Regions from separate parts of the Zea mays genome. Here region 1 is linked to region 2. The links are chromatin contacts, called in public Hi-C maps. All regions are on one chromosome and are shown on one strand. Each heading gives the region's core, a stretch centred on a gene start, on an enhancer-like site or on the middle of the called end of the contact. The rest is flanking DNA. Distances are from core to core; before and after follow the strand shown.

Region 1 (7,104 bases), core at 4,248-6,747, 280 kb before region 2:
CTGTAGCTAGCAGCAATCAGAGTTTTGCCAAAATGCATGTTATTGATGTATCATAAATACTCTTCAGCAATTAAGAATTAAAAATCCATGAATGAAGAAACGGATCATTCCTAAGCTCTTAACAATAGAGTTCAAAGGGTCAACAAAATTCTAAAGATTGAAGTGTAAAAACAGATGTGACTAGTACACATAATATGTTGCTGTACAAACCTTGAGATCTTCTTGTGCTCCAGCAACATTTAGGTCAACCGCATATATTTCTGCAGAAAAGCATTGTGGAGTATCCAGGTGGACAGACAAGCACCCTAATCGAGCATCCATGGTGAACCAAGCAGGTATGCTTACCTAATAATCAATTAACAAATTACACAGTAGTAGGTACCAAACTTTTTAATAAAACATAGAAATCATGACATATTTCAGTAATACCATCTCAAACAACTCTTTTTTCTTGTCTTCGAAAGAAACCTGCATAACAAAAAAAAAACAGTTTAGCATTCTACAAAATCCTTGTTAGCTCAAAAGGCCATCAAGTAAGAACTGGGGTGAGTACAAAATGGGTACAAATAAGTAGATTTTAGTTCTTAACAATGCGGAAAATATACAAGAAAAAACATCCAAGAAATTGAAGAGAAACAAGAACCTTGCCAAAATCTTCAATAACAGCACCCCGAGTGATCTCCCACAATTTGACTGAACCAGTGGTATCCTGCATTAAAAGAGTTGAGTGCACAAATCATGATGCCACTCCTTGTGGTTTAGTAATAAAAGGATAGATAAAAGAAATTCCACCTTTGTCAGTACATGTCTTCTATTATTCATTATTTCATGTTGAATTATTGCTGGAACTCCTGGGATAACAAAAGATGGCTCTTTGTATACAGGGACCTAAAATGAAATAGATCACAAGCCCTTATCAAATACCATTAGTTAAAATTACACTAGAGGACAACAACCTAATGGTATACAAGTAGGCTAGGTTAAAAATTAAAACAGTTAATCACCAGAATACTAGACTCAGAAGAAAGATCTAGTGGGAACACTTGGGAAAGATATCAAGCTTCAGCTAATTTCTGTTACAGAACTTTTTAGATCATATGCAATTAATACTTCCAAAAATTGCACTTAGACAAGTTAAAGTTAACTTCTATGTCTGCAAGTAAGGTGTCCGCTGTGCAGCACAAAAGACACCCATATTATGGTCCGTATATTTCATAACTGGTAAAACAGACTAACTTTATGGTGTCTCTGCAGGAACACAAAATCATGGCATGTGGTGCAGTGTCTTCAAAAAAGAAATATAATTCAACAAAACAAGATAACCCTCATGCTTACAGGTGCCGATCCTTCTAAAGATGCTCTTGCCCTTGAGAATGACAAATTCCCAGCTAAGAATGAGGCACCCTTTTCGAAGACTTTTTGGGGTGTGCGCCCTTCAGCTGGCCATCCATAAACAGAAGAATCAGTTGTTGCCACCCATATTGTGTCATCTTGCAGAGACAACTGTAGAACAGGGTATTCATTTGTGCAGAGTAAAAGACTCTCTCTTGTGGACAAATCTGTTAGGTATACCTGGAACACAGGGAATACATAAAAGTTCAAAACGACGAAGTACAGTGACTATTCAATAATATACACAAGATAATTTAACTCACAGATTGATCTCTTCCACCACTGTAGACATGACCAAATGCAGGAGTGCTTGCAAGTGCCCAAACAGAATCAGTATGCACAGCATAAGAATGAACACAACGCTGCTGTCCTAGATCCCATAGTCTGCAAAGTAAATAAAAATATGTATCTATGATGTCAAACTTACCACAGCATTTATGCTAACATGAGAGAGGGAGATGGTTGAGATGTTAGAGCTGTGTGTTTACCTTATCATTGAATCAGATGATCCCGATAGGCAATACCTGAAAACATTGTAAAAAACTATTAGCAAATGGTTTGATGAAAACAGACAGTATTTAAAAGTTTCAAATACACTCCAGCTGAGTACTAGCATGGTAAACAAGAAAACACAGATGCCTTAGTATTACAGAAGCCAACATATGTAAAGCCATCCATAAACAACTTCTCTTTCAGGCACAAATAATATAAGTCTAAAACCTTTATGAATGAAGAGTAAGTGCCTGTTTGAGTGCTGTAGCATTAAGAAACCCAGAAAAGAGAGGTAAAGAGTGGGGTTCTCAAAACTCCAAAAAACACTACAGTTTTAGAAATGATATGGTTTTCAAAACCATAAATTTGTTGCTACAGGGCGCTCCAAAACTAAAGTGTTTCACAAAAAACCATTGCATTTTTTTCTAAAACCCTAAAAATACTTTGCATCCAAATGGGGTCTAGAACTCTAGATTGTAAAGAACGAGGAAACACAAATGTCTTGGTATTACAGCAATCAATGTGAAAACTCATACATACATATGTAAACTCAAACATTACTGATACATAATCATGGCAGCATTTAGAATGAAAGTGATGCATGCAGCGAGAATAAGGAAGATGAAGATCAATTTTTAAGCAATGCCAAGGAACTAGAGCAGCATAGCCTAGATGAATCTACAAGAACTCATTTGAAAAATGCCTAGACACCAACCTCCCTGTAGAATCAACAAGCAAGGCTCTGATATTGTCAGTGTGCCCTCTCAATTTCATGTTTTTCGATCCTGTCCTCGGATCCCACACTCGGACAACCTTCAAATAAAGCAAAAAAGGTCTTTAGGGGAAAATGTGTACTGAAACTGGCTGTTGACTAGTCTTGTAATCATCACAAAATGTCATTCTTATTATGTTACGTGAAGAGTGCAATACCTTCTCAGTGCCACCAGAGAGAAGAAGGGTTCCTGTATCATTCATCGCCAGTGCGTAAACTGAATCTTTGTGACCTTTGGCAGCTATTGGACTGTACCCATGTGATTGACCATTAGAGGAAGCAATATTGCTACTAGAATTTATGCTGCACAGTGTTGTCAAAGCAGGCCCGGAGTTTCCATTAGGAACCTCATCCTCTTTTGCATCCACAGATTTGGCTACAGGAGCAAGAGCAGCATCAAGGTCCCAAATGAAAACCTCACCACCAAGACCACCAGAGGCTACAATATTGCTCTACAATTCAAAGGCAAAAAAACTGTAAAAAATGAAAAGGCTAAAAATACCACAGAAAAGCACAAGTGTGGATAATATTACATTATTCTCAGCAGCAGCAAGACAAATCACGTAATCAGAATGCCGGCGGAGAGTCCTGGTACAGGCACCATCAGAGAAGCAATTCCACACCTGTGTAGTTAGGGAAATGAAACACATGCATGTTCAGCAAAATAATATTTAAGAAGAGAAAGTGTTAGACAACAAACCTTTATTGTAGTGTCTGAGGAGCAGGAAACAAGCTTGTCTCCAACTATAATGGCATCATTAACCTGCACAATAAAGAAAAAGCTTAAACAACATAAAACAATCAATGGTACTACTATTCAGTATTCCACTTACAGACAGAAACTAAATGTTAGTTTCAAACAAAAGTTATCTCCAAATAATAAATATAATGCCACCAGCTTTCCAAACTTCAAAGCATATTGGGAAACAGATAACTGCTAAGGCATATTAGGACACAGATAACTACTAATGCTAAAGCATGTGATTAGTATTCTTTCCAGCTCACGTTGTTTTTTTCTAAAAAAATAACAGTATAACACAGCATCAAACAAATAGGCCAAAGAAGAATAGAATCTGAAGTCTTTCTTTAACATTACCCTTCTGTCCACTTTTGTCGAATATGAAACTGTGGTGCTCTGATTTAAACATTGCAGCTAAGAACACGAAAAAGAAAAAAGAAAGAAGGGGCTGAAAATAATGGAAACCAACTTGAATATATCAATCTAAAATTCTAAACGTCTGTTAACATAATGAACTCAAAATGTCAATTAGAATGTTGATGCTAAAATATATGGACACTAGAAATGTGCTAAGCTTTGGATCCAAATAATAGACCACAGACACCATGTTAAACATAAACATAACTAATTTATAAACATAATGGATATTTAAAGCACTGATTGATGAAACAGTAAGCCTAATTATTAAAAACAGAAAAAAGCATACCCAATCAACATGAGACTCGAAAGTTCCTGAGAAGCTTGCATCCCCATTATTTAATTCCCATCTTTTCAAGGTACCATCACGGCTCCCGCTAAAAAGATGATCACTTGTACTAAATATGGAACCATCTAGATAAGCCAAGCAATTGATCCCCGCACAATGCTGAAAAACAAACAGAAATGAATGCATTATCATCGCCATTGAGTGGAATATGAATTGTTTCGAATGTATATAGAGTACCTAGGAAAAGCTAGATCTAAAGGGAAAAACTGAAAGAGCTAGCTTATTTAATATAAACATACCTTTTTATCATCAGCATCATTGAGTACATATGTGAAGCGCTTCTCTTTTCTCGGTCGAGTCGAGCCAGCTGTGTTACCAGCACTCCCAACACGATGCATTGAAGGAACTTATCTAAACTCGAGCGGCAAAACCTGCAAAGCAGTGATAAATATTTTGTAAGGGCGCTAGAATCACAAAATAGCTAGTATGGTCCATCATAGCGCAAGAAGAAATAGCTTTCAGCAAGTATCTAATCAGAAAATTTGTGCATAGATACACTAAGGTCCAACATCTAGTAGTGCTATGCTGCAGATCATGTGACCACCCTTCACGTGACACGCGTGACCGCCCTTCGTGTGAAAGGCGGCAATTCAGAGATCAAAATAACGGAAGGTAGACACTCTGGGCCTCCCTTAGACCCATACATTATAAAAACACTTAATGCCAAAAACAACATTTCCTAAAATCTTATCAGCTGAAAACTTCACGCATGTATCCAAACAAGCCATAAACTACCGAATTGGGAGCATCTGTTCGATGAGCAGTTCAACGCAAAACGCACATCAATCTATAAGTCTGTGCCTATAATACTGTCATTCACAGCTAGAGAACAAGGTCAAAATTCTACATCCGCTGCAACACCGGACCACACGTGCCGCCCGAGCAGAGAGCCGGGCACGACCTAAAACAGACTCGGCACCGATCAAGCCATTAATCGGTAACAGTGGAGGAGGAGCGATCAGTTGTTAGAGCTGAACTAAGCAGCGTGACCACGGTACGCGATCCGCAGCAATCAGCAATCGATCGTCACCTGGGATCGAGCGACGTGCGGCGATCGGCGGCGTGCCGGCGTCGGGACGCGGCCGCGGCCAGCGCGGAGGCACAGATCTAGGGTTTAAGCGCCACGGCGCGGCCGAGGGCCCCGTGGCACCGGGAGAGGCGGGGCGGGCGGCGGCGAAGTGAGCGACCTCCGTGAGACGATGGAAGCAGATGGGCGGATGCGAAGCGGCGGCGGTGGGAGTTGCCCGCTGCGAGGGGCGAACGCGACGCGGCAGGAGAGGACCGGGGTGGAGGAGCCGAGGAAGACAGGTGGGTGTCGTGTAGTTAGCTATGACTGGGTGGGCCGGGCCGTGGACACTTGAGTGACGTCACTTCAGTAGCGGGCCGGGTTTGGTGGGTGTGCGCGGGCCGGTGCTGCGATCTGCTAAAATCGCGGGGTCCCGTAGCTACCTGCTTTTGGTTCGTGTCCTACCCGCTTCTTTCGGAAAAATAATAAATTAATTAACTTGATTTGTTCCCAAAATACGAACTTTAGCCACCGACTTTTATAATGAAATAATATAAATATTTAATAGAACTCTAATACTCCCTCTGTTCAATATGACGTCGTTGACTTTTTAAAAAAACTTTGATCACTCATCTTATTCAAAAAATAATAAGTTATCATTTTTTGTGATTTGTTTTATCACTTAAGATAATTTGTGCTTACTTGAAGTTTTACATTATTGAGTAAATATTTTGAATAAAACGAGTGGTCAAAGTTTTCGAAAAAGTTCAATTGTGTCATATATTTGTGAATGTAGGTAGTATATAGAGGGCGTGCATTTTCTTCGGTCATAGCTACCTGATCAATATATTAAAAGGCGACCTGTTGGACACCAAAATGAGCGGACGGTCCGGCCCTTGGGCCCGGTGTCGGTGTTTTGGGTCCGACCGCACACCCGGGGTTGCCCCTCAAGGTGTTTTTAGGAGTAGGACGGTGTCAACGACTGTAGCAAAATGGTTCGTGCCGATCGCACGAGAGACAGTGGACAAGATTTACAGGTTCGGGCCGCTTAGAGATGCGTAACACCCTACGTCCTGGTGAGTATACGAGCGTGGTTACAAGAGGGCTCTCTGGATTGAAGGCACAGAGAGTTTACGTGGGTGGCTAAGTAAGATAGGGTCGATCGTTCTGAAGGGGTGCCCCCTAGGCCTTATATATTCGACCGTGGGGCAACACATGTGGGTATGATAACAACAAGTAACTAAAAGATAGTGAACCTCTCGAGTTTATCCTGCGTGATCCTCGCCGACTTATCCTCGCACGGCTCCGCTGCATGGGGGCTCCCGCGCGGGAAAATCGGGTCTCTGTTGCGATCATTCGCTCGACGATGTGGGCCGCTCGGGTTTGCACCAATCGGCCTCATGTCGTTCCCCCTTGCTGGTTGTTCCACCCCAGGCCCACGAAAGAATGACCTTACGAGTTATTGGGCCCTTGGGCCTTTCGTGAGGTCTTTTATTCCTTTAGTGGACCTAGGGGATATCTATCCCACTACACCAAAATAGTGAACTTCCTAGAGCCTAAACCCTAGGAAGTTAGCCCTAAACTCTAGGAAGTTAGCTAAACTCTCGGAAGTAAAGCCATCCCGTCGAAAGTTTGGCTCTCGAAATTTTTTTTGTCGGAAGTTAGCTTAACTTCCTAGAGCCCTCTAGGAAGTTAGCTAACTTCCTACAGCCAAATGAGCCTCTCGGAAGTTAGTAGGTTCTCGGAAGTTAGTAGCTTCACGCTGTCAGCGCCGTCAGCTCACTAACTTCCTATGACTAACTTCCTACGGCTGACTGTAGCCCCTAGGAAGTTAGCTGGCTAACTTCCTACGACCCAGTTGGCATCTAGGAAGTTAATTTGACCAGCATTACAAATGTTGTTTATTTTTATTTTACACCACATTCCACAACATAACA
Region 2 (6,444 bases), core at 1,324-3,823:
CTGGAGAGGTTTTGGCGCCCAGTTCATGTGATGTCGTGGCCGTCGGAGGAGTGCTTGAGCCTTGCGGGAGTACAGCTGTCGGGGCTGTCGGATCCTTGCTGACGTCTCCTTGCTTCCGTAAGGGGCTGAGAGCCGCCGTCGTCATGGAGCACGCGGGGTGCCATCATTACTTGTTTACCGGGGCGAGCCAGATGGGACGCCGGTCTTGTTCCCCGTAGCCTGAGCTAGCTAGGGGCAGGGTAATGATGGCCTTCCCTGTGACGTGGCGGGTCCGAGCCTGAGGTCGGGCGAGGCGGAGGCTCCTCCGAGGTCGAGGTCGAGTCCGAGCCCTGGGGTCGGGCGAGGCGGAGTTCGTCTTCCGAGGTCGAAGCTGAGTCCGAGCCCTAGGGTCGGGCGAAGCGGAGTTCGTCGTCCGGCGTCGAGGCTGAGTCCAAGCCCTGGGGTCGGGCGAGGCGGAGACCGTCTTCCGAGGCCGAGGCTGAGTCCGAGCCCTGGGGTCGGGCGAGGCGGAGTCCGTCTTCTGACGTCGAGGTTGAGTCCGAGCCCTGGGGTCGGGCGAGGCGGAGTCCGTCGTCCGGCGTCGAGGTTGAGCCCGAGCCCTGGGGTCGGGCGAGGCAGAGCTTCCTATGGCGCCCGAGGCTGGACTTAGCTGCTGTCAGCCTCACTCTGTCGAGTGGCACAGCAGTCGGAGCGGGGCAGGCGGCGCTGTTTTCCTGTCAGGTCGGTTAGTGGAGCGGCAAAGTGACTGCGGTCACTTCGGCTCTGTCGACTGAGGAGCGCGCGTCAGGATAAGGTGTCAGTCGATCTTCGCATTAAATGCTCCTGCGATATGGTCGGTTGGCGTGGCGATCTGGCCAAGGTTGCTTCTCCGCGAAGACTGGGCCTCGGGCGAGCCGAAGGTGTGTCCGTCGCTTGAGGGGGCCCTCGGGCGAGACGTGAATCCTCAGGGGTCGGCTGCCTTTGCCCGAGGCTGGGCTCGGGCGAGGCGAGATCGTGTCCCTTGAGTGGACTGAGCCTTGACCTTAATCGCGCCCATCAGGCCTTTGCAGCTTTTGTGCTGATGGGGTTACCAACTGAGATTAGGAGTCTTGGGGGTACCCCTAATTATGGTCCCCGACAGTCTGTGTCGTAGTTTCATAAACTACGAGAGAGATATGGTTTTATGAACAAATTTATTTTTATTTTGTCATATGAAGAAATGTTCAATATATAAATTGTACATCATGATGAGTTATACAAATTTGTAGTTGAAAACTTTTTCATTTGAATTAATTTACTGCTTTAAAATGTGATATTTAAATTGTTTGTGCCTAGCGTTGGAAAAAAACACTCGGCAAAGAGATCTTTGTCGAGTGTTGTATTTGTGACACTCGGCAAAGAGCCCTTTGCCGAGTGTCAAAAAAAGACACTCGAGAAAGAAATTCTTTGCCGAGTGTCAAAAATAAAACACTCGGCAAAGAGCTTCTTCGCCGAGTGTTTTATTTTATCGAGGGTTTTTTGAGTGGCACTTGGCAAAGAGCTTCTTTGCCGAGTGCTCGAAAAAAAACACTCGGCAAAGAATATAGTACTCGGTAAAGAGCCAAATTCCGGTAGTGAGCTGATGAAAATCTTTCGAGTTTAATATCTGTTTAATTGCTTTGCGTATCTATGACGACTATTATCACTTTTGGATCACAAACGCTTTTGTACAAATATAACCAAGCTAACGAAGTTGTTTATGTGATCCCAGCCCTCGAAAAACACTACTGCAGTGCTATGTAATATAGATGCTCTAGAATTACCATCTCAGCATACTATACAACCTTCTAAGCGTTGTGATTTGTTCAAATTTGCTCTTCTACTTATATAACTCTACTTATATAACCATGTGCTCTATAACAACTATTTTTTATTATATATAAATATGATGTCGGTATATTGAACAAATAAAACTGATTGTAACAATGATTGTCAACACTACTTGGTACGCGCGTCATGAACCATGCACGAAGGAAGCAACCGTTTTGAATCTTCGTTACACCATTTCACCATGAAGAAACGAGTTGCGTACACATGACATGGGTAGCGATTGGTGTGAGCAACCAAATAGTTTCATGTTTCAGTTATGACTTGTGATGGGATAAACTAGTTTCTAGATTCCAGGTGATACTATGAGTAATAATACAGTACTTCTTCCTTTCATTTTTATTTATCGTGTTTTAGTTAAAAAATAAACTAATCGGTGACAAGTATTTAAGAACGAGGTAGTACTATATTTCAATTATAATGTAACAAATAAGTTAAAATGACATAAAATCATTTTTTGCATTCATTGGGAAAAAAACAATGCGCATCTTGAATTTCCCTTCGGAAAATTAGAATCAGAGTTTTTTCAATATTGAAAACTCATATATATATATGAATTCAAAAGTTAATCCATCTAGCAATTGCGATTCACGCGTTCTATTAACAAAAGTTGAATAAAAAAATATTACGATTTTATCTATTTGAAAAAAAATAAAACAACTGACACAACGAAATGTGCCAAATCAGGCCGTGGGAACAACGAATGTACCCATAGGAAATTTTGGTCCCCATATTGCAGCTTTCCCAACCAACCATGAACTCACCCGCACCACGCCGTTAACGGGTCCAGAACCTCGCTTCCAATCTGCCCTCCCGTGTCCCCCTCCCTGTCCGATTCCCCACAGTAGCGCCTCGCCCTCGTCCTCCTCCTCCAGTCCGGATCGCCATTTCCCACCGATCCGTCCCGGCATCGGCATGGCTGCGCCCAAGCCAAAGGCGCCGGCGCCCAGTGCTTCGGCAGCCTAGCGTTTGTTTGCCTCCGAGGATTTCCGCCTATCGCGTTACCGGATCTTCGGTGGGCCGGCGACCCTCTACGCCACTATGAGCTCCGACGGGCGCCTCCGCCGCGCGCTGGCCGCGTTCGGCGGCGACGTGTGGGACCTCGTGGACGCGGCGCTCGCCGCCGCCGCGCGGGACAGCCCCGGCGACCTGCGCGCGCGCCGCGACGGCATCGTCCAGCGCCTCTACGCAGGGGCAGCCCGCTGCCGCAACTGCGACGCCGACGCAACCCCGGCGCCTGCTCAGCCGAGGAAGGCGAATGACGCCGTCGCTGCTGCTGCTTCTCCTGCGGCGGCGGCGTCGGCGTTTCCGGCCTCGCCTGAACAGGAGGTCGACGCGGACGGCCTCGACGACGTCGACGACGCGGCCGACGCTGGCATGGAGAGCAAGATTCTGGCGATCAGGGATTTCCTGGAGGACCCGGACCAGGTCCTCAAATATCCCATCTATACCGCTTTTGATTGACACTTTGACAGTGCTACAATTTGCCGACAAAAAAGTAGATAAGGAGCTCACTGCTTCGATGCAATATGTACCTCTGTCTTGTGGTCTTCTCACAGTCTGAGGACGACATAGTGAGCCTACTGCAGAACCTAGCAGACATGGATATCACTTACAAGGCTCTCCAGGTCAAACTTGTTTTTTTTGCTTGGCTTTTTGTTGGTAATGTTGAAGGAAAGATTGGTTTCGATTCTTTCTTTAGGCAGCACAGCTCAAGGGGGTGAAAATTTTGTGATTCTGTCTTTGCAGGACACGGACATCGGCCGCCATGTGAATGGCCTGCGTAAGCACCCATCCAGCGAGGTCCGGCAACTGGTGAAGCTGCTCGTTAGGTGATGAATCAGCTGACTGCTCCATTGGATCGACAAGACAACTGTCTTCCGATAATCTGATTGTGGATTTGTCTTTGTCTTTGGTTTTGAAGGAAATGGAAGGAAATAGTGGATGATTGGGTGAGGCTGCACAACTCATGTGGTGATGGTAGTGGCTCCATCATAAGTATGGTGCTGTACAGAATGTTGAACTTCTCTAATGTGTTGTGTTTAGCTCCAAAGCTTTTCGAATTACTTCGTGTTTGGTGATAGTTTTGATACCTTTTCATTCATGGTGGTAGGCGATGGTGACTCACCTGACAAAGTTCAATCCAAGTACCATCAAAATACTCATGTAACTATTCTTCCACGCTCCAATTTAGGCTGATCTTTTGTTTCTTGTATATATTAATTTAGTAATTGCAAATAAAATAACTGTGCCACACCAGATAAAAAAAACTCGACCTACCAGTGGTAAGACAGCCACATGGTGTCGGATAGACAAGGGCAATTTTACCCTTTTTTTTAACCCACGACCAGTGCCAGGACCTTAGACCAGTGCTTCGGCATGGGACAGACGAAGGGATTTTTTTATCCCCGCATAAAATTTGCTCTCAAGGGGAGTCAAATTCAGAACCTGAGGAGCGCTACTCAGATCACCTAACCAACTCAGTTAAATCCATTTTTTTTAAAAGATTTGACCTGTGGACAGTATCCTACTAAAGGTGTGTAGCTCAATTTCCCTTTCTAGTAAATCCATTCTGTAAACAAGAAATAGTGTACCAATCAAACATTTACTCCCTAAGTGTCATACTTTGTAGCACACGTGCCTTGTTTGGTAGGGCTCTTCTGAGGAGCTGAAACAAGAGCCAGAGAGGAGCAGATGAGGCCTTAGTACCAATATGAAAGTCTAAGCAGAACCTAAATGTGTCATACCAATCTTCTTATACCTATAAATTCTTTTGCTTGTCTTAATGGCATGCTCGCCAACAAAATATTGGTTTACTCTGTTGCTATTGTGCAATTGCAGGCTTCAGACTTCAAGTATCCCCCCAGCCCACAGAGGCATAGTGAGTTCCCACATCCATTCCTTAAGAGGTTTAAGCATACCTTGCACATTGCATGACCGACTGATGGTCCTATTTTTTCTGAACCGTAGATGTTTTGAGCTCAGAGAGATCTAGCAACCACAATTTGGTGGAGTCAACAATGGAGAAGCGTAGAACGAGCCCTGCTCCTGCATACAATAACACCAAGCAGAACAACAGCAACAACTATTCCAGTATTTCATCGTCAGCACCAGCTGTAAGTCTCCTCTCTGGTTTCCTTTTTTCTCTTGCAGGTGTACCTGTCATTGTATAGGGACCATGCACTCAGTTTTGTTTATTGTACAACAAAAAGGCTTGGAAATAAGTTCAGTCCTCCCTGAAAAAAGGAAAGAGGAAGTAGGGTCAATGCTCTCTCTATCAGCATGGACTTGTCATCTGTTCGGTAGCCTCGCTATATACTGCCCGCTGCGCATTGGTGTATCATCACGCAGAGCAGTGAAAAAAAATGATATTTTACCGTAGCTAGGCTTTAACTTCTCTTAGTCTTCTGGCTTTGCTCTGTTCACGTTTAGCACAACAGTGCCTACTCTTTCGTGTGATATCATGTTTGTAATTGCTCTCCGCAGAGAGCAATACGGGAGCAAAAGAACACTCTTTTGGATTCTGAGAAGCTAGACTCAGCTAGGAAGAGGCTTCAGGAAAACTACCAGGAAGCGCAAAACGGTAAGATTTCAATGGCGCGCTCCGTGTACTTAGCACTGACTTAGAGCTTTACATACAAAGTTAAATAGTCTCTCACTAGGAATAATTCGTTGTCTGATCTCCCAGTGAACTTGTCAAAATGACGTGCTAAATTCAGGCCAATGCTATGCCAGTGAGATCCAACAGCAGTGATACTGATAACCATGTCTCTAAACATCTTCTTTTTTGAACGAAAATAAACATCTTTTTTTTCCCTCTTCCTTCTCAGCGAAAAAGCAGAGGACGATACAAGTGATGGATATCCACGACATACCGAAGCCGAAGAACAGGAACACCTTCGTGCGCAAGAGCGGCAGCAGCGCCGGATTCCCGGCAAAGCACCGGTGATCTCTGCCTGACCACCATCGGATCTGTAGCGGACTCAGCGTATTTATTTCTGTACTAGCAAAAAGAAAAAAAAGAAAGAAATTTTAAGAAGCAAACTCTTGTTTTCCCAGTTTGATTTGTAGCCCTGCAGTCCAGCTCACTGATATTATAGGGATATATATACTGCCTAGTCCATGAGGCTACGCTTTTGTACCTCTCTTTAAGATTGGAGAACAGAAGGAAAGCAAATTGTGTTATTATTCAATGACATTCACATTCCTGCCTGATAAAGATATGGCCGGTAGATCATGCATATGGCTGGATTACGTACATGATAGTTATCGAATGCTTGATATGATAATATGCATGTTTATTTCCATGCGAAAAATCCTAAAATCATACACCTACATTCTATTTGGACCACAATATAAAGGAGACACAAGAATTCGATACTAGTAATTCCTTGAGTATGTTGTACCAAAAAGATCATATTTGATCACAAACTGTGTATATCATCCATCTGGACCATCTCCAGGTAACACACGCGTCTAAAAGAAATACATATACCAACCCTCTATCCTTGTCTAGTTCTCTATGTTTCAAAACGTAATGTGCCATTCAACACAATATTGGTAATGTTGCTCCACTCTATTATTAAAAAAAAAACAGTG

Evidence for each region. Hi-C and Micro-C count contacts between places; a contact is called where the count stands out from the background.
Region 1: a contact with region 2 is called in a Hi-C map of leaf, with 9 times the contacts expected there. The contact joins the promoter of LOC103640814 here to the promoter of LOC100275944 in region 2. A contact is called at or near these places in 2 of 25 Hi-C or Micro-C datasets (ear and leaf).

Annotation. Positions count from the first base shown.
Region 1 is chr10:8,525,674-8,532,777 of Zm-B73-REFERENCE-NAM-5.0, reverse strand. It overlaps LOC103640814 (WD repeat-containing protein 48), which reads right to left and starts at 5,497. Exons shown (of 18, transcript XR_004853109.1): 1 at 5,192-5,497; 2 at 4,401-4,532; 3 at 4,102-4,260; 4 at 3,357-3,419; 5 at 3,190-3,279; 6 at 2,815-3,108; 7 at 2,600-2,697; 8 at 1,881-1,916; 9 at 1,656-1,776; 10 at 1,336-1,572; 11 at 793-888; 12 at 644-709; 13 at 430-468; 14 at 211-345.
Region 2 is chr10:8,247,821-8,254,264 of Zm-B73-REFERENCE-NAM-5.0, reverse strand. It overlaps LOC100275944, which reads left to right and starts at 2,573. Exons shown (of 9, transcript NM_001149868.2): 1 at 2,573-3,273; 2 at 3,405-3,473; 3 at 3,595-3,677; 4 at 3,770-3,843; 5 at 3,959-4,011; 6 at 4,687-4,726; 7 at 4,816-4,961; 8 at 5,332-5,428; 9 at 5,676-6,046. The coding sequence starts at 2,887. The coding sequence ends at 5,794.